Regions from separate parts of the Mus musculus genome. Here regions 1, 2, 4, 5 and 6 are each linked to region 3. Evidence: chromatin contacts called from public Hi-C, HiChIP or PLAC-seq and promoter capture Hi-C data. All regions are on one chromosome and are shown on one strand. The core of a region is the stretch at or near the end of the contact, and the rest is flanking DNA. Distances in the headings are between cores, read along the strand shown.

The links. Promoter capture Hi-C pulls out the DNA fragments that hold promoters and counts their contacts. HiChIP or PLAC-seq counts read pairs in DNA pulled down with a chosen protein or histone mark. A called contact is a pair of places that touch in the nucleus more often than the background predicts. Capture Hi-C pulls out chosen DNA fragments and counts their contacts.
Region 1: a contact with region 3 is called in a promoter capture Hi-C map of cranial neural crest. The contact joins the enhancer-like site here to the promoter of Dnttip2 in region 3. A contact is called at or near these places in 7 of 39 promoter capture datasets (the 3T3-L1 cell line, cranial neural crest, embryonic stem cells and 3 more), 3 of 15 datasets of contacts at CTCF or cohesin (the NIH/3T3 cell line and embryonic stem cells), 47 of 484 Hi-C or Micro-C datasets (the BV-2 cell line, the C2C12 cell line, the CH12 cell line and 28 more), 14 of 115 datasets of contacts at active chromatin or transcription factors (embryonic forebrain, embryonic hindbrain, embryonic stem cells and 6 more) and 3 of 9 other capture datasets (adipose tissue, embryonic stem cells and liver).
Region 2: a Hi-C map of cardiomyocytes shows a contact between it and region 3, with 3 times the contacts expected there. The contact joins the enhancer-like site here to the promoter of Dnttip2 in region 3. A contact is called at or near these places in 12 of 39 promoter capture datasets (the 3T3-L1 cell line, 3T3-L1-derived adipocytes, cranial neural crest and 5 more), 3 of 15 datasets of contacts at CTCF or cohesin (the NIH/3T3 cell line and embryonic stem cells), 48 of 484 Hi-C or Micro-C datasets (the BV-2 cell line, the C2C12 cell line, the CH12 cell line and 26 more), 14 of 115 datasets of contacts at active chromatin or transcription factors (bone marrow-derived macrophages, embryonic forebrain, embryonic hindbrain and 7 more) and 3 of 9 other capture datasets (adipose tissue, embryonic stem cells and liver).
Region 4: a CTCF HiChIP or PLAC-seq map of the NIH/3T3 cell line shows a contact between it and region 3, with 8 read pairs. The contact joins the enhancer-like site here to the promoter of Dnttip2 in region 3. A contact is called at or near these places in 6 of 39 promoter capture datasets (the 3T3-L1 cell line, the C10 cell line, cranial neural crest and 2 more), 3 of 15 datasets of contacts at CTCF or cohesin (the NIH/3T3 cell line, large pre-B cells and pro-B cells), 3 of 484 Hi-C or Micro-C datasets (B cells, bone marrow-derived macrophages and pro-B cells), 9 of 115 datasets of contacts at active chromatin or transcription factors (the 230-238 cell line, bone marrow-derived macrophages, craniofacial prominence and 5 more) and 2 of 9 other capture datasets (adipose tissue and embryonic stem cells).
Region 5: a contact with region 3 is called in a promoter capture Hi-C map of pancreatic islet. The contact joins the promoter of Pde5a here to the promoter of Dnttip2 in region 3. A contact is called at or near these places in 8 of 39 promoter capture datasets (embryonic stem cells, frontonasal cranial neural crest, liver and 4 more), 1 of 484 Hi-C or Micro-C datasets (B cells), 1 of 115 datasets of contacts at active chromatin or transcription factors (large pre-B cells) and 3 of 9 other capture datasets (adipose tissue, embryonic stem cells and pancreatic islet).
Region 6: an H3K4me3 HiChIP or PLAC-seq map of embryonic stem cells shows a contact between it and region 3, with 26 read pairs. The contact joins the promoter of Fnbp1l here to the promoter of Dnttip2 in region 3. A contact is called at or near these places in 14 of 39 promoter capture datasets (the 3T3-L1 cell line, 3T3-L1-derived adipocytes, the C10 cell line and 8 more), 1 of 15 datasets of contacts at CTCF or cohesin (the NIH/3T3 cell line), 3 of 484 Hi-C or Micro-C datasets (all in embryonic stem cells), 27 of 115 datasets of contacts at active chromatin or transcription factors (the 230-238 cell line, the NIH/3T3 cell line, bone marrow-derived macrophages and 15 more) and 4 of 9 other capture datasets (adipose tissue, liver, macrophages and 1 more).

The regions. Positions count from the first base shown.
Region 1 is chr3:121,873,320-121,876,019 of GRCm38.p6, reverse strand. No RefSeq gene overlaps it. Among named protein-coding and RNA genes, the nearest start is that of Gm33987, 24 kb to the right of the region's middle. Within about 2 kb of position 1,274, at least 36 of the 459 cell types and tissues checked have an H3K27ac peak or open chromatin away from gene starts, as enhancers often do. A contact at or near this core is called in liver and pancreatic cancer cells, where this site is marked.
Region 2 is chr3:121,889,535-121,892,234 of GRCm38.p6, reverse strand. No RefSeq gene overlaps it. Among named protein-coding and RNA genes, the nearest start is that of Gm34050, 12 kb to the left of the region's middle. Within about 2 kb of position 1,429, at least 38 of the 459 cell types and tissues checked have an H3K27ac peak or open chromatin away from gene starts, as enhancers often do. A contact at or near this core is called in the CH12 cell line, adipose tissue, bone marrow-derived macrophages and 1 more, where this site is marked.
Region 3 is chr3:122,273,023-122,275,722 of GRCm38.p6, reverse strand. Dnttip2 (deoxynucleotidyltransferase, terminal, interacting protein 2) reads right to left here and starts at 1,309. Exons shown (of 7, transcript NM_153806.1): 1 at 1,245-1,309; 2 at 1-525. The coding sequence starts at 1,304.
Region 4 is chr3:122,637,087-122,639,950 of GRCm38.p6, reverse strand. No RefSeq gene overlaps it. Among named protein-coding and RNA genes, the nearest start is that of Gm43568, 8.8 kb to the right of the region's middle. Within about 2 kb of position 1,445, at least 31 of the 459 cell types and tissues checked have an H3K27ac peak or open chromatin away from gene starts, as enhancers often do. A contact at or near this core is called in the NIH/3T3 cell line and bone marrow-derived macrophages, where this site is marked.
Region 5 is chr3:122,727,713-122,730,412 of GRCm38.p6, reverse strand. It overlaps Pde5a (phosphodiesterase 5A, cGMP-specific), which reads right to left and starts at 1,255. Exons shown (of 21, transcript NM_153422.2): 1 at 1,046-1,255. The coding sequence starts at 1,167.
Region 6 is chr3:122,618,343-122,621,042 of GRCm38.p6, reverse strand. Fnbp1l (formin binding protein 1-like) reads left to right here and starts at 1,329. Exons shown (of 14, transcript NM_153118.3): 1 at 1,329-1,513. The coding sequence starts at 1,490.

The DNA of each region.
Region 1 (2,700 bases), core at 25-2,524, 400 kb after region 3:
CCTTCATGCTGAGAGAAGAAAAAGATCCCTGCCAGAGTGGGGCAACTTGTTTCCTAGGAAAGAGATTTACAACTTGTTAGACTACCTTATGGGGTGAGACTGAAGCCCAGACATTGGTGGGTCAGTGGTGCACGGGATCACACATTTACTTGGACTGCTTAGATGTGCATAGTTCAGCCCTCTATTAAATTCCAACCTCACTTCAGGACTTTAGGGGAAGGTGGTCATTGCATCTCTTTGTCCTTCTCCCCAATGTGACCACATTGAATAGTTCTTTTTCTTCTTTTATCTATTAACTCGGTTGTTTTAATTGGTTGTTCAAGGACAGGTGATCAAACTTGGCTTCTTGGGGTTCATTCACACTGTGACCTAAAGTTTGGTAACAATGGGAGCAAGACTTGACCCAGATCTCCAGATAATCATGTAATGGAACAGGTAGACTCAAGTCTCCTTTACCCAGGCAGGTCCTTAAATCCAGGACTCAATTTAGAATTTCAGCTTTAATGAACTCAAGAAATGGAGTCAGTCCTGGTGGCCATCAGACCTATTGGCATCCACTCCTCTGTGATTCACACATTCAGGTTCTTTTCCCTGGCGTTGGCATACATTCTGATTGTATTTCATAGGCACTCCTTTCTCCACCTAACTCTCGCCCTGCCAGTGTGATCTCTGTGTGCTTCAACAACCTGGCATTCATGTCCTTTGGCTCCAACTAGGGTTCAACCAGGGGAAAGTTTGGCAGAGATTAGAGAGGGAAGGAAAGTTCAAAGTATTTGTTGCCCCAAGTTACTCCCTGTGTAACTGACTGCCTATGACAGGTTTTCTTTAGAATGACGTCTATTGCTCTCCTGACCAAACCCGATCAGAGTCCCTGCAGCCTCTTCTCTAATTGTTGTTTTAGGGCTAGAAGTTGTAATCTGAGATACACATATCCCCAGATAATTGAATTATACCTTTCATTTTCCTTAAATCACACATGTTCAACCAACCCCTTTATACATAGACCCTCTTTAGTATATTCTACTTGGAGGTAAACTATCTTTTTTTTCGTTATCATTTATCATTATTATTTACTGGCTTACAAGTATTGCTTCCATATTGGAGTTGTATCCTTTTGTTAATCAGTTGTGGGGACATTTCCCCAGCTTAGTGAGCTTTATGTAATAGAGATTTGGCAGTGTGCCCTCTATGTGCTGACTCAAGACCACACTCTGGAAAATGTGGCCTTGATCTTTGACACACATATGGCAATTGCCTCTTCCATCCTGCTTGGGGTGGAGTGAGGTGTCTGGCTGTGATCCATTTGTGGTTCAAATACCAGCTCCTCCCCAGAGGTCATAGTTCTCTTTCAGGATATGGAAAGATTTTGTCTTGTGTTCCTGAGTGGTCTTTCAGGAGCTGTTTTTCAATATTAATTGTGTCTTCCTTGGCCTCTCATTCTTCTGTGGACCTCAGATAGTGTCATTGCTGCTATGTGCTAGAATTCTAGGCATCGTCCCTTCCTCTTAGAGGCACCTCTACTGGGAAGTGGAAATGACAATGTGGTGAAAACCACAGTTTATTTATCACACATAATGGTTTTGCTTCAAAATGCCGTGACTTTTCCAGAAGTGCACTGAGGACTTTATTTCATGGTAAAACCTCATAGAGATATTATTATTATTATTATTATTATTATTATTATTATTATTATTATTTAGTTGTATCTGTACAATAGGTATGTGCTTGATGCCCACAGAGGCCAGATGAGGGCATCAGTTTTTCTGAACTGGAATTACAGATGGTTGTTGGCTTTCATATGAGTGCTGGGAATTGAACTCTGGTCCTCTGGAAGAACAGCCAATGTTCTTAACTGCTGAGCCATCTCTCCAGCCTTACCCTTATAATTAATATTGTCCCTGTCCTTAGATCTTAGGAGTTTCTTCTAACCTTCTTATAACTTCTGTACTATGGATTAATCTTCTTGCCTGTCCACAAGGATCCGTCTCTCCCTAAATTGTTTTTTTTTAATCTTAAATACTAGAATATTGAACATTAAAGAGGGAGCCTACTTGTAGGAATAGTGTTCCTATTGCCTTATGTCTCTGAACTGCCTGATGGAGCGATCAGCACTGCAGGTTCAATGGAGGTAGTCAGGGTGGGCAGATGCCCAGCTTCCTTGGAGCTCTCTGACCTACTGCAGGTCAGTCTTCGTGCTCCATTGATCAAGAATATTCTTTTTTTTTCCCTTAACCTCCTGCTTTCAAACCTTGTCACCTCAGGCCTCAGAATGAGAAGTGTGTTCTAAATAGACACTTGTTTAACCATACTCTGCATAGTGGGTTTCACCCAATCAGGCTTAGAACTACAACATCTCCTTACTCTAATGGAGAATTGGGGAGGAAGCACTGGTTTTGTGCCTTTGGGAAAGGAAGGATGAAGGGGATCCAAAAGGACTGATACATTTTTACTTCCTACCCTGAACTTTCAGATTTTGAGTTGCAGATGTACAGCAGGCATAAGACAGGATGGGAGATGTTTGGACCTTGGAAGTGCACCATTAAAGGAATGTTAGAAAGAATGGCATACAACGTGAATTTCTCTTCCCCCTCCCCCTCCCCTGTTTTACTTCTCCTCCTCTCCCTCCTCCTCTCACTCTTCCTCTCCCTCCTCCTTCCATTCTTCCTTCCTCTTCTCCCCACAACTTCCAATGGAATCTTG
Region 2 (2,700 bases), core at 180-2,679, 380 kb after region 3:
AGCCATGCGCAGTTAGTTGGCGAGCTGTTAAAGTGAGTTGTACTTACGGCCTGTGTTATACAGAGGAGAAAATATTTTCAGCGCTACTTGCAGTTTTCAGACCTGACAGTGCCTTACAATTCCTACCCAGTAATAAGCATTACTCATGCGGCACCAATGGGAAAAAAACTGGTGATGCTCATTCTCTGCCTACCGTGTTTTATGTGTGTGAACGTTTAAAACTTGTTTGGGATGATTGCTCTAAACACTTCAGCATCTGGTGTACAAATATTTTTGTAGACACCGGGTCCAAATACCACAAAATCACTGCCCCAGTCCAGGTTATGTGAACCATTGTCTTAGGCAGATTTTTAATAAATGAGATTATTCTTGAACGATGAGACTCTCTCCCCAGGGACATCAAGATTAAACTCAAAAGAAAATCTTATAGCGATGACCCATATTTTTAAAAAAAAAAAGTGGAAAGGAGAAGTCATTTTGGAACTAATTTGAAGGGGAAAAGTAACTTTTTGCTTTGTGGTTTTTTTTTGTTTTTGTTTTTTGTTTTAAATTGTTGTTGCCATGCTAAGCATTGTACAAAGGGAAATCAAAGGTGACACCGTCAGTGACATTCCTGCAGTGAGTGGCTGGTGGGAGATAAGGCTTGGCTGAGCTGTGCCAGAGTCCGGTTTCAGTTCTGTCAGGTGTAATCAGATCCTTAAAACAAAAGCGGCCAGTCCACTTCATCAGAAGACACTCCAGGCCCTTTACCCTACACTAAAAGCGAACAGAAGCATCAGTGCCACGCGGGAAGAGAGCCGCATATCATCAGTGGGTTTGCGCCACATTGTGTCATTGTCTAATGCTCCATATTTAATATAAAACCCCCCGTTTCCAGTCTAATAGATGGAAGGAGCTTGTTTGCTTGTTTTAGAGGCTGTGGTTGTAGAAATTAAGCTTCAGTTTGTAATCCAAGGCAAAGGCAATTGGTGAGTCTGCGAGTCGTGGTGGAGGTCTTTAGTTTACCCCTGGGCTTTAGGACCCGGTGGGAGGTGGGGGGTGGGGGGTGGAGGTGGGGGGGGGGAGCGCAGTCTTTTTTTTTCTCTGAAAAGAGGCTTGCTCAAAATGTCACTTGGAAAATTTCTCTTGTGGATGGATGTGCTACATAGAATAAATTACAATTTTCATTTGGAAGATATATATGTGTGTGATAAAATGAACCAAAAGGCTGTTTGGGAGGATGAGCTGAGGCGACCATGGTGAACCCTGGCAGCTTCCAACCTTACCGGTGGGTCTAACTGGACGTCCATTAAAATGACCACAGAACCCAGGCTAGCCATAGTTCCCTATCGCCACGACTGTCCCAGAATGACTGGGTTTGGTTGCAGCCACAGAGGAAACAGGACTTCCATTTTGGTGGCAGGCAAACCAAGGGAGAGTAGAAATGAAACCAGCCTGCTGGGTCAGAAATTGCTGAGGAAGTGTTCCGGCTCTAACAGGAGGAAATTAAAAGCCTGCAGTGTGTGTGTGTGTGTGTGTGTGTGTGTGTGTGTGTGTGTGTGTGTGTGTGTGTGTGACAATTAGCCATGACAGAGGAGCAGGAAGGAATACAGAATGAATGACAATCAGAGGAAACAGGCCTGCGACAAAGGAGGCCTGCCCCCCCCCCACCCCCCACCCCCCCAGGCCCAGAGGAATCGATAGAAGTCCCTGAGAAATGCTGCTTTTCTTGGGTTCTGGAGCTCATATTTTAACCCCTTTATCTCCCAAAGTCTCGCTCTGAAGCAGATAGCTTTATTCACGGCGTTCTTTGATTGCTCCATGGTTGATATGAATACCAGAATGTCTGCAAAGTTATTGTGAGAACAGAGCAATTGTTCAATTTTTCCCTCTCCACGCTCAGCCTGGAAAAAAAAAACCACACATCTAAGGTTGGATTGGGTGGGAAAATATTTATGCCAACTTACACAAGAAGCGCAGGTATTAGCCTTAGATAAAAATATTAGGAAAACAAGATAAGAACTGTAAAGGCATTTGAAAGTTATTGTGATGAGTATCAAGATTATTTAAGATCATAGCACATTCTATAACCAAAGATAATGATAGGGTGGAGTGGAAAGGGGAAGTGAGATTGTTTCATAAAAATAAGAATTTGACCTGGGCAGTGATGGCACACACCTTTAATCCCAGCACTCGGGAGGCAGAGGCAGGTGGATTTCTGAGTTCGAGGCCAGCCTGGTCTACAGAGTGAGTTCCAGGACAGCCAGGGCTACACAGAGAAACCCTGTCTCAAAAACAAACAAACAATAACCCCCAAACAACAACAACAAAACCCTGAAGAATTTCAAGTTTTAAAAACCCAATGTGTTTATTACACATGATTTTTGGCATGCAGAAAATGATTGAATCCCAAATGAAAATCTTAGAGTTTGTTTTGTTTCTGGTGTTTGCTTGGTTTGTTTGGTTTGGTTTGGTTTTCTTTTTTTTCTTACAACTTGTTACTTAGTCAGAAGAAATCTAGGAAACTCTCAGGCTTAATTAATCAAGACGCTAAAGTAAGGAAGGAAAGAGGAGGTTAAGTCACGTGCAGCTCAGTCATTTAAAGGGGGCAGAGGAGCAGGGAGAGGTGATTATAAAGCAGAATGAAGATGCTAAATAGGATTAGAAGAGCAGATACTACTACAAAGGGCTGACTTAGGGACAAAGTGGATAATAAGGCAA
Region 3 (2,700 bases), core at 60-2,559:
ATTCCTGGCTGTTGTTCTCGGCAAGATCTCTAACGATGAAATGCCTGAGCAGGACAACTCAGCATCAGATACAGTTCCCGACTGTGATTCTTGGCTTGAATCTCTTTGAGAATTAGCCTTATTTCTGCTGCTTCTCTCTGTGGAAGGTACAACCATAGAAACCCCTGAAACATGAGACTCTGCTTCAGAAACAACAACTTCATCAGCAGATGCATGCTGAGGGGCTACTTTCTGCCTTTTCCTAACAGTGGACTTTGAGGTGGAAGCAATTACGATCTGCCGTTTCCTAGTTACTCTTACAATGGGCTCTTGGTCCTCTAACACAGAAGTAACCCCAGAAGTGTGGGACTCCGTTTCAGAAGCCTCGTCATCAGAAATAAGCACAATGATCTCCGCTGGGCCTGTGGTTCTGCTGCTGCTGCGTGAGTGCTGTTTCTCAGCAGGCTGCGATTCAGCTGTGCTGCCATCGGATCCCGATTCCTTTGTGCTTTCTAGATGTGTCCCAATTCTCCGAGGAGCAGACCTCTGAAAACCAAAACAAACACAATATAGTGTAGATAGGGCAGGGACAAGGGTAAAGGTGGCATGGCCTAAGGAACAAAACTCAAGAAGGTACAAAACGAAGACAAACTCACGATAAGATATTTCTTTTACTTGCCTCATCCTAGGCTTCAGAAAGCAGAACTAAAAAAACTTTCTCTACTTAAAGAAAGAGGAGGTAAATTTTAAATCATTTATAGAAGCGCAGGGAGGGGGGGGAGTTGAATACTAATTGAGCACGTGTTTAGGAGTGTGTAAGGTAATCCGATACTTGCCTGGATTTCTACAACAGGAAAGGGCTGCTCTATAGCCCTTACCACACAATCTAAAGAGCATAGCACCAGAAGACAACCAGAGGCTCTGAGTGACGCCACCGCCGCCCTTCAGTTGCCGGAGGGGTTAGTGCTCGGCCATGCCAGTCTCTCCACGTGAAAACGGTGCTCCTCCTATCCCCCAAACCAGGCTTGGTCGAGGTGGCGGGCATTAACTTTCCCCGGTACTGTCCTAACAGTAAACTTAAAAGGCCTCGCCTGCGCAGGGCACGCTACCGAAACTCCCGTAAGAGCCCTGAAAGACCCCCAGGTCCGAGCCAGTCCGGCGCAGTACCACGCGCGACCCGCTCGGTTCCTCGTCGCTCTCCTCCGCCCTGCCGAGCCGCTCTGCTCAGCGGCGAGGAGACCCGGAGAACCTGAGACCCAGCTCACCTTCTGCTGGGAGCTTTCTTGGAGCCTGGTCCGGGAGAGCCCGGACCTGGTGACCACCATCTTTCCGACTCCGGATTCCCGGCAGCCAGCGCGGCTTCCTCTGTTCCGACGCTTCGGAAGTGCGTCGAAACAGGAACTCGCTTAGGTTTCCCTGCGGAAACCGCGGCTCGGGAGAATCGTTCCTTCCCCGGCTCCACTGCAGTTCTGGCCAGCGGTCTCCGCCATCGGACTAGTGCGGGTCAGCGGGGGGTGGGGGGGTGGGGTGTGTGTGTTGGGGGGGGGGGGGGGCAAAAGCAGCTCCGCCTCCAGTTCCCAGCTCGTCCGCTGTGCGGTCCTCAGCGAGGAGGACCTCCTCGCCGTTTAACACAAAATGGGAAGTCGCATCATTTACTCTGCTTTCCATCCCCCTCACCCCCCACCCCCGTGCAGTAATTGTGAGATCTTTGGCGTAAGTCTTTACGGAAGCCAAAGGAGACTTTATTTAGTCCTTTTAGAAAACAGTATTTTAATAACTTAATAAATGAGATTCCGATATTTGATTGGGATACAAGGATGTATGTTAAATGCACCCAAGTTTTCGGAGAATAATTAGAAAGCTGTGGGATTTAACTAAAATGTCTCGGGATTTGAAGTACGCCTTTTTTTTTTTTTTTTTTTTTTTTTTTTTTTTTTTTAAATAAAAAAGGTGAAAGACGTTGTGAAGGACGGGGATTAAAGTTTTTTGTTTTTTTACAATGGAAGTAAGAGACTAGCCAGAATCAAAAGAGTTTTAGGATTTTTGTTTTGAGACAAGATCTCTCTACATGGCCCTGGCTGCCCTAGAACTCACTATTTAGACCAGCCTGATCCTGAACTCACAGATATCCATCTGCCTCCCAAGTGTTGGGATCCATGGGCCACAGCACCTGGCTGAGGTGTTTTAGTTTTTGTTTTGTTGGATGAAAGATGGAGAACTAGAATATGTTGAAAGGCTACAAAGGAATCGAGGAGGGGGTAAAGGAATTAGTGTTGGAAGCAAGAAAAAAAAAAGGGGGGGTTCGTTTTCCTTCACTTTTTAACACAAAATTTTTCCTAAAAACCTATCTTTCCATGGATACATTACTTCTACATTAAATTGCTCTCCTTGGAGCCAGGTATACGTAGTAACCAACTTTTGATTGTTAGATGTTGTCTTAAAACACTAGCCTCATGCTTACTTAGTAAAATAGGGTTTTTTTTTGTTTTTGTTTTCCTGGAGAACTGTGGTCTCTGGTTTCCACACAGCCATTGTGTGCCCTGAGGAAACAGCCTATCTTTAGGAGTGAGAGAACAAGAAAGTGAAGAACAAGAAAACGAGTTCCTGCGCATTTGTGGAACTTGAAGACAAGAATCTTCAAGCTCTTGACAGGCTGGGCTTAGTGAAAAACCCTATGACAAGTGCGGGCTGTTACTTTTCAGTTTAGGCTTTAAAGGGTTC
Region 4 (2,864 bases), core at 196-2,695, 360 kb before region 3:
ACAGGCAAAAATGTAGTGGTACTGGGACATGGCATGTTTGCTACAGTCACTTGGCAGCCCCAGGGCATAGCAAATGAACAGGGCTGCCCAGGCTGTGACCTGGCACCACTGAAACGTGGCAAACATGCAGCAGGTACACCTGGGCTGCCACATGGCAGCTCGGTGTCCTGGCAGGCATTTGACAGGTTTGCCCAGGCCACTGCATGGTAGCAATGAAACACAACAGGCATGCAAACAGGCATAGTTAGGCCATCACAGGGCAGAGAAGGGACAGGGCAGGAATACACACAGATTGGGGAGCACTAGAACACAGCTGGAGTATAACAGGTGAGCATATCCCCCATGTGGCAACGCTAAAACATGGCCGCTCGTGAACACAAGATCCTGTGCCACCGCAGGGCAGCACTGAGATCTGGCTCCCGTGAGAACAGGTGAGTCCAGAACACGGCACGACACTACTGGGATGTGGTACACATTTGAACTCCAGTGGCTATTCTGCCACGGGGTGGTGCTGGGACTTGGCAGATGTGTACATAAGGAATTCTTCAACATGGTGGCACGGGGAAACAGCATGCATCCCAACAGGCATTATACTAAGACATGGCATGTGTGACAACAGGCATGCCTAGACCACCCCTTAGTGACCCTAGGACACAGCAGGCAGGCAAGTAGGCTACCCAGGTCACCATGTTGTAGCAATGGGACACAGCAGTCATGCAACATGCTTGCCCAGGGCATCACACTGGTGGCCTAGTAACACAGCAGACATGCAAACACAGCAGGCTATGAAGTGGCAGTGCTGGGACATAGCGGGCTTGCAGCCAGGCATTCCCACACCACCAAGTTGTGGCACAAAGATATAGTAGGTCTTAGTACAGATATACCAAAGCCCCCACATGTTGGCCCTGGGACTCAGCATGCATACAAACGAATGGCAGCATAAGAACACAGAGCGCATGTGAACAGGTGTGCCCAGACAGCCTAGTGGAACACAACACTAGAACACAGCAGGCATTCAAACCTGCATGCCCGGGTTTTGAGACATAGCCAAGTATGTAAACGAACATGTACAGACCACCAGGTGGCAGCACTGAGACACACCAGACATGTGAACAGGTAAACACAGGCCACCAGGTGGCAGCACTGGAACACAACAAACAAGTGACCAGGAATGCCCAGGCCATCACTTGGAGATTCTGGGTCCGTGGAAAGAGTGTCAATAGATGAGCTTGCTACCACGTAGAGGTGCTAGGAGGCAACTTGCAGGTGAACCTGATCCCCTACTTTGCAGTCCTGGAACAGAACATGGTTGTCAAATGCACTGCAACACAGCAGAACTGGTAGGTGAGATTCACGAATGTTTGGGCTTGCCCAGACTTTCACAGGACTGAGACTTGACAGGCTTGTGGACAAAGGTGCCTGTGCCAACACATGGTGTTGCTGGAACACTGCAGACTCCGGAACAAGTATACTCATGACGACCCCTGGTGGCACTGGGAAATGGTATGTGTCCCAACAGGTGACCCTAGGTTGACAATTGGAAGTTTGGGGACACAGCGTAATTAAGAACCGGAGTGACAGGCGGGTGAAATGGCTCAGTGGGTAAGAGCACCCGACTGCTCTTCCGAAGGTCCGGAGTTCAAATCCCAGCAACCACATGGTGGCTCACAACCATCCATAATGAGATCTGACTCCCTCTCTTCTGCAGTGTCTGAAGACAGCTACAGTGTACTTACATATAAATAAATAAATCTTAAAAAAAAAAAAAAAAAAGAACCGGATTGACGACCCCATTACTTGGTGACTCCTGGACAAGGCAGGTGTGTGAAAGTCTATTCTTGCGGTGTCCTGTGGCTGTCCCAGGGCATGGCATGTGTGCAGACAGGCCAGTCTAAACCACTCTTGTGTCCGTGCTAGAACCTGGCCGGTGTGTGAACAGCATGTACAACCCACTAAATGGCAGCACCGGGACACGGAGCATGTGCAAGCAGATGTGGTTAGGCCATCAGGTGGTGGCATGCAGGGAACATGGCAAACATGCAAACAGGCATGCACACAGTACTCCTGGAACATGGAAGGTGTAAAATCAGGTATACCCAGGTCACCAACTTGCAGCACAGGGACATGGCAGACATGAGAACAAGGGAACCCAAGCCATCACAATGCTAGAACACAGTTGTTGTGCAAACAGGAGAAGCTGTGTACTGAGAACTGAAGCGTCAAACTCTGATCCCGTCTGGTTATCACAAAGAATAACTTCACCTCTAAGCTAAGATGTATGGAACTGTCTGGAAAGTCTAAAATTCTTTTTATTTTCCTTAGAGGAATTTAAAGAAATTATTTTGTTTGAAGTGTTTGTAGATTATGCTGTCTTAGACATTACACTGCAGGGCTAATTACTGTCCTCAGAGATGGGATTAATATGCCTTTGTGACTGACCTGGCTCAAGTCCTTGAAGATGTTATCATCTAGATTGGGAAATTCCAGTGTACTGACGTATTCAAAAATAGACACAGATTTGGAAGGCCATACCCAAGACTCTCAAGAAACAGGAAACACATTAGCCTACATTGAAGGAAATTAAGTTATAAAGTTCAGAAATAATTTTAGGGTATGATACCTCTTGTTTTAAAGTCAGATAATTTGGCTTTTAATTTTAGTATTTATTGTGACAGGTGTGTACCATGGCACATCTGTGGAAGCCCAAAGACAACTTGTGGGAGCCGGTTCTCTCCTTCCACCTGCTGGCACCAGAGAGTGAACTTAAGTTCATGGCTTGGCAGCAAGCACCTTTAATTCCCTGAGCCATGTCACCTGCCCACAGCTAGGCATTTGCAACTACAAATACCGAGCCAGCAAAAGAT
Region 5 (2,700 bases), core at 6-2,505, 450 kb before region 3:
CACCATCCCCGCCCGGCGAGAGTCGCCCTCCCGGCTCGGGCGGCCAGCACCAGCTGCTCGACGGCCGTTGCCCCAAGGCGCCGGTGGCGGGGCTCCAGCCCCTTCTCCAAAGCAGAGCTGGTTAGTTCAGCCCAGATCGGCGCGCCGGAGGCAAGCGCGCGCGCGGGCTTCACGGCGACTCCTCGAGCTTCGGGGGACCCGCCCGCCACGCACTCCGCTCCACCCTCTCGTCCCTCCGCTCCACTCTCAAGTCTGCGCGAGCCCCGACTGCCCGTGCAGCAGTCGGATCCTAAAGGACAGGCTCCCTTCTCCACGCCCTCCGCAGCGGCCTCCCGGCGTTTGGCTCGAGACCAGGAAGAACTGGCCTCTGGGGTGCTCCGGGTCCCCGGGTCCCCGAGTCCGCCCGGGCCGCCTCCCTCCCGCCCTTTGTGTGCGCGCCGCAAAGCTCCGCGAAAATCCTCCTTGCGGCGACGCAGCCAGAAGAGGGATGACCAGAGGACTATTGGGGGACCAAAGGCGACAGTCCTCACTGGGGGCGACCCGGGCAAGCTGCGGCACCCAGGCTTCCCGGTGGCCTGGTCCAGACCCCCCCGGCTTCCCCGCCCCTCCAGGGTCAGAGCAAGCCGGGCAGGGGAGGAGCACGACCACAGGGACGCGCCCGCAGTGGTGCTTCCGGAGCCGCTGGGAAGGGGCTCTGGCTTGTTTTGGTTTTTGCTAAGCGGGTTTGGGAGGGAAACCGGGAGAGTAGAGGGGAGGGGAGAAGGCCCGGGAGAGTAATCTTGCTCCAGGGCCGGGTGTACGCTTTTGTTTTTAACTTCGTGGGCAAGTCCTTTCTAATCCGACGCCTCGCTTCTCAACTGTGCTCCCTTTAAGTAGAGGACTCCAGTCCGTACTGGGACCGAGAAGCTACTTCCGAAGCAAAGGGCCTGGGAACGGGGATTGTTTAATGTTGGATCGAGGGGAAAATTCAATGGTGGGGGAGAGAGATCAGCCTCAGGTCACGCTTCATGTCCCTGGCTGTGTCCTTTGTGGCTCCTCTTCTTACCTGGTGGCCTTTCTAATAAAGTAAGAGAAGGTAAAGTCCCGGTGATCATCCAGCCACGCTTCCACCCAGTCCGGGTCCCGCTGCTGCTGCGACCGCACGGAGTTGGGGCCCGCTCGTTCCATGGTGCTTGCCGCGCGTCTCTGCGGCTCGGAGGTGCCGGATTTCCACCTCTCTCTCTCAGAGGAGCAGGACAGTGTTCGAGACCCTCCCCTTTTGCCTTTATTCGTCCCTGCAGTGTCTCAGCGAAGCCACAGAGACGCGGGCCGGCCCCGGAGCTCGCTCAGCCCCGCCCCTCCAGGTCCCCGAGGTTCCCAGGTGGCGGGCGTCCTCCTTGGGGTCCCGCGGAAACCGGCTTTCTGCATCTGCCTCGGCGCTGACTGGCGAGCCCTCCGGAAGCCAAGTGGCCAAGGCTAGAAGGACTCCAGACCGCCGCTGGGGTGCGCTGTGGGCCGAGTCAGCTTCCCTCTATGCGCAAAGGTGACAGTGGGTGGATTTGCAATTCCCAACCAACCAACTCTAGGACAGAAAGATCACAGTGAGGACTCATCTACAGTCCAGAAGGCAAGAGGCAGGAGCTTCACTAGAAAGTGTGGGAAAAAGTTAACGTGATTGTTTTTCTTCGTTCTTAGTAGTACAGGGACAGCCCCACCTCACTTTTCTCCTTAAGCAACTCTTGGTGGAGAGGACCCAGAACCTATCTCCCTCACAGCAGCCCTCCCAGTGACTCCGGAAAGCACTCCAACCCTACAAGCTAGGGAGAGACATGAGGAAGAAACCGCTATGACAAACCTGCAGGTACGGGACACAGTGGCTTCCATCAAAACCACATCCGAGCTTAAGGCTAACATCAGTTGTAATCATTGATTCATACACCAAAGACCCTCCTTATGGAAGCGCAAGATTCGGTTAGACATAGGACATAAAAATGACAACCACCTGTCCTTGGCCTGTGAATTTTGAAGCTAAGACTACCTCTACACGATTCTGCTGACTTACGAACCCTAACACTAGCTACCCATGTACAACTGGGAACACCCAGTTAGCCTGATTTAAAATGAACTCATTTGTATTTAACTGGCATCGATACCTCAGAAATAGTATTGCCTTACATTGCTTATTGCTGTGATAAAATTCCATGACCAAAGCAACACATGATAAATTATATTAGATTTTAAAATGACAGTTCTCTCCTGATATGTTACTATGACATTAAATATGCTTAGCGAATAGGGAGTTTCCCCTTGTTGGTGAACCCCACCCCCACCCCATATCTACACATTCCTCCTACCAGGAAGTCACCTGATTTAAAACTGAACTCTGGGATAATAGCTAGAAATTGGGCCTTAACTGTTTGTGCCCGCTCCCTCCAAAGTTCATATTGACACTTCATTCTGGCTGAGTGGTTAAGAGTTCTTCCTTCGGGGGCTGGTGAGATGGCTCAGTGGGTAAGAGCACCCGACTGCTCTTCCGAAGGTCAGGAGTTCAAATCCCAGCAACCACATGGTGGCTCACAACCATCCATAACAAGATCTGACTCCCTCTTCTGGAGTGTCTGAGGACAGCTACAGTGTACTTACATATAATAAATAAATAAATATAAAAAAAAAAAAAAAAGAGTTCTTCCTTCACCCGACCCCCCCCCCAAGCTCCCAGGG
Region 6 (2,700 bases), core at 80-2,579, 350 kb before region 3:
AAAAAAAAAAAAAAAAAGACCGGCCTTAACCTAATTAGAAGAGAGTATTCATTTGCTCAGCCTACCTCAGAAAAGGATAGCAAAGAATTTGGTGAGTGGTGGTTAGACTGCCTGGAGAGCTCTGGCTATTTGCCTGGACTTCAATGGGGAGCAGAACTAGGTAAACAGGAAGGCTGGGGCGGAAGAAGCTGGAACACCTGTGTTGGTCCCGGTCCCGGTCCCGTAGGGAGGAGTTTCAAGGCTGATAAGACGTCCGTTGGTGGGGGGACCTTGAAGCATTCAGTTGTCATGACTCACTGAAGAGTACTCTACTGGTTCTAGAGTGAAAATGTGTGTGTTTTAAGCGACAAGCAATTAATACTAAAGCATATGCTGGGGAGTTAGTGAGCAGACTGTACGCGGTATCTAGTAGCACCAGCCAAACTTGCTGACTGCCAGTGGAGGCAGGCTGGGAAATAACTCAGCACAGCTAAAAGCAAGAGGTCGTCTGCAGCCAAGATTCCTATCGGAGGCAAGAGACGCCTCAGGCTCTGAACAGGTTGTTGAAGGGCTGTGAGGAGGGAGAGACCGGTCCCTGGAGGTAGCCACGAGCCTAGAATTCAGGCAAGCTCAGCAGCGTCTCACCTCCTGCAGGTGTCAGTCGGGTTCGCTTTCCACCAAGTCTTATCTTTTACCATGGCAACGTCCCCAAAAGATTACGGGATCGCTTGCCTCTTAAAAAAAAGAAAAAAAGGTTTCCCGAAAGAACTTACAATAAAATCAAAATGCTTTATTAAAAACAAAAACAAAAACCAGACACGTCGTGTGACACGTTGCATTCACATTGGACGTTTGACCTCTACAGGTCTGTGGTTCCCGGGGATCCCAGGCTGAAGCGCCAAGCCTGGACGGAGAAGTTACCTTACGAAGGCAGATTTTTTTTAACTAAACACACGCACACACCCCTCTGCTCCAACGTCTGGACGTGGTTTCTTTGTCAGGGCTCCGCAAAGAACGCTGACGTGTGGGGTCGCCTCCTTTGAGGGGGGGGGTCTCCGAGCAAGGCAGGGACCGTGGGCGTCCTCCCTGGCTCTCCATCTTGGAGCGGGAGTCTGAGTGCGGCTTTTGCTGAGCCCGGAGGCCGGAGCGGACGCCGCCGAGGGTCCGAGGATCCCCGCCCCGGGCGAGCTGTTCGGAGGAGACCCCCGCCGGCCCCCGCGCGCGCGAGTGCGGGCCCGCCCCGATCCCAGGGTGCACCGCGGCCCGCCCCCTCCCCGCCGTCCCGCCTCCCCTCGGCCCCGGCCCCCTCCCTCCCTCCTTCCCTCCCTCCCTCCCCGCTGCCGGGAGGCGGGGACGCGGCGGCGGCTCGCTTCAGTCGTGTCTCTCTCACTCACTGGGGAACCCGGTGGTGGTGGCGGCAGCTTTCGAGGCAGACGCTGAGGAGGGGAAAGTCGGGACGAGAGAGGACAGCGGGAGCAGCCGGCCGGCGCCAGTCGCCTCAGGTTCCGCCATGAGCTGGGGCACCGAGCTGTGGGTGAGTGTGGGGAGCAGAGCGGCTCGCGCCGTCGGCGGGAGCCCCGGGCTTGGCGCGCCGCGGACTCCGGCGCCTCTTTGTGCCGCGAGAGCCCGCTCGGCTGCGGGCGGGGAGGCGACGGGGCGGCTGCCTGGGGCTCCCTCCGAGGGGCCCGGGCCGCAGCCCTGGACGGCCGCTGCCGTCCCCTCTCCAGCCTCTGCCTGACTTTGCGGACGGGTGCCCGGCCGGGCGCCGCGCCTTTGTACCGCGCGCCCGACGGCGGGGGAGGGAGCCATTGTCCCGAAGGGGCGCCGCTCGGATCCCCGCGCCGCGCGCCTGGGCGACGCCCCAGCTCCAGGTAGGGGGAGCCGGGCGGCTTTGTTCCCAGCCCGGCCTGGGGCCAGCCAGGCCCAACCCACACGCCCATTTCCCTCTCTTGCTGCCTCCTTGCTCGGGACCTAGGGCGCCCGCGACTCCGCGCCGGCCAGCTCCGGTTGCAGCCTCTCTGGGCTGGCGGGTCTGCTTTTGTGACCCGAATTAGGTAGTGGGATCGAGGAAGGGACGCTCATTTTGGCGAAAGGAGCGCGCGGCTTGCCGATCGCTTGATTTCCCTCTCGTTCTTTATTCTCTCTCCTCTCTCTCTCTCTCTCTCTCTCTCTCTCTCTCTCTCTTTCTCTCTCTCTCTCTCTCGTGTGTGTATGTGTGTGTGTGTCTGTCTCTCTCTTTTTTCTCTCTCTCTCTCTTTCTTCCGTGCCTTTCCTGGGCGCTGGAGGCTGCAGACAATACCCAATGTCCGACCAAGGTGCAGGCGGAGGGTTATAGGTCGAGGAATTCGCTCCGGACGCCGTCACCTGAGGGTGGAGGTGTGCATGGCAGTGATTTCTCAGGTGCGGCCGGGAAAATTGGCGGCGTGGGGGCGCTGTCTCGAGCGAGCGCCGCCTGGCCTCTGCCACTCCCCTTTTTATCCCACCTGTGCATATTTTCCGTGCCTTTGTTTGCGAAAATCTCCGGGAATCTCTGTAGCGGGAGAGGAGGGACAAGTTTCGAGTATGTACGCTCACTGGGATTCGAAACAGATCGTTTAGTCGCGAGGCCGAATGTTTTCTCCTTTTCCACGTGCTGTAGATTGGGAATTTTAGAAGTGACACTTAAAAGCTCATCTAGTCACCCACTTAACCCTGCCCCAGGAATCTGTCCTGTAGCACTCT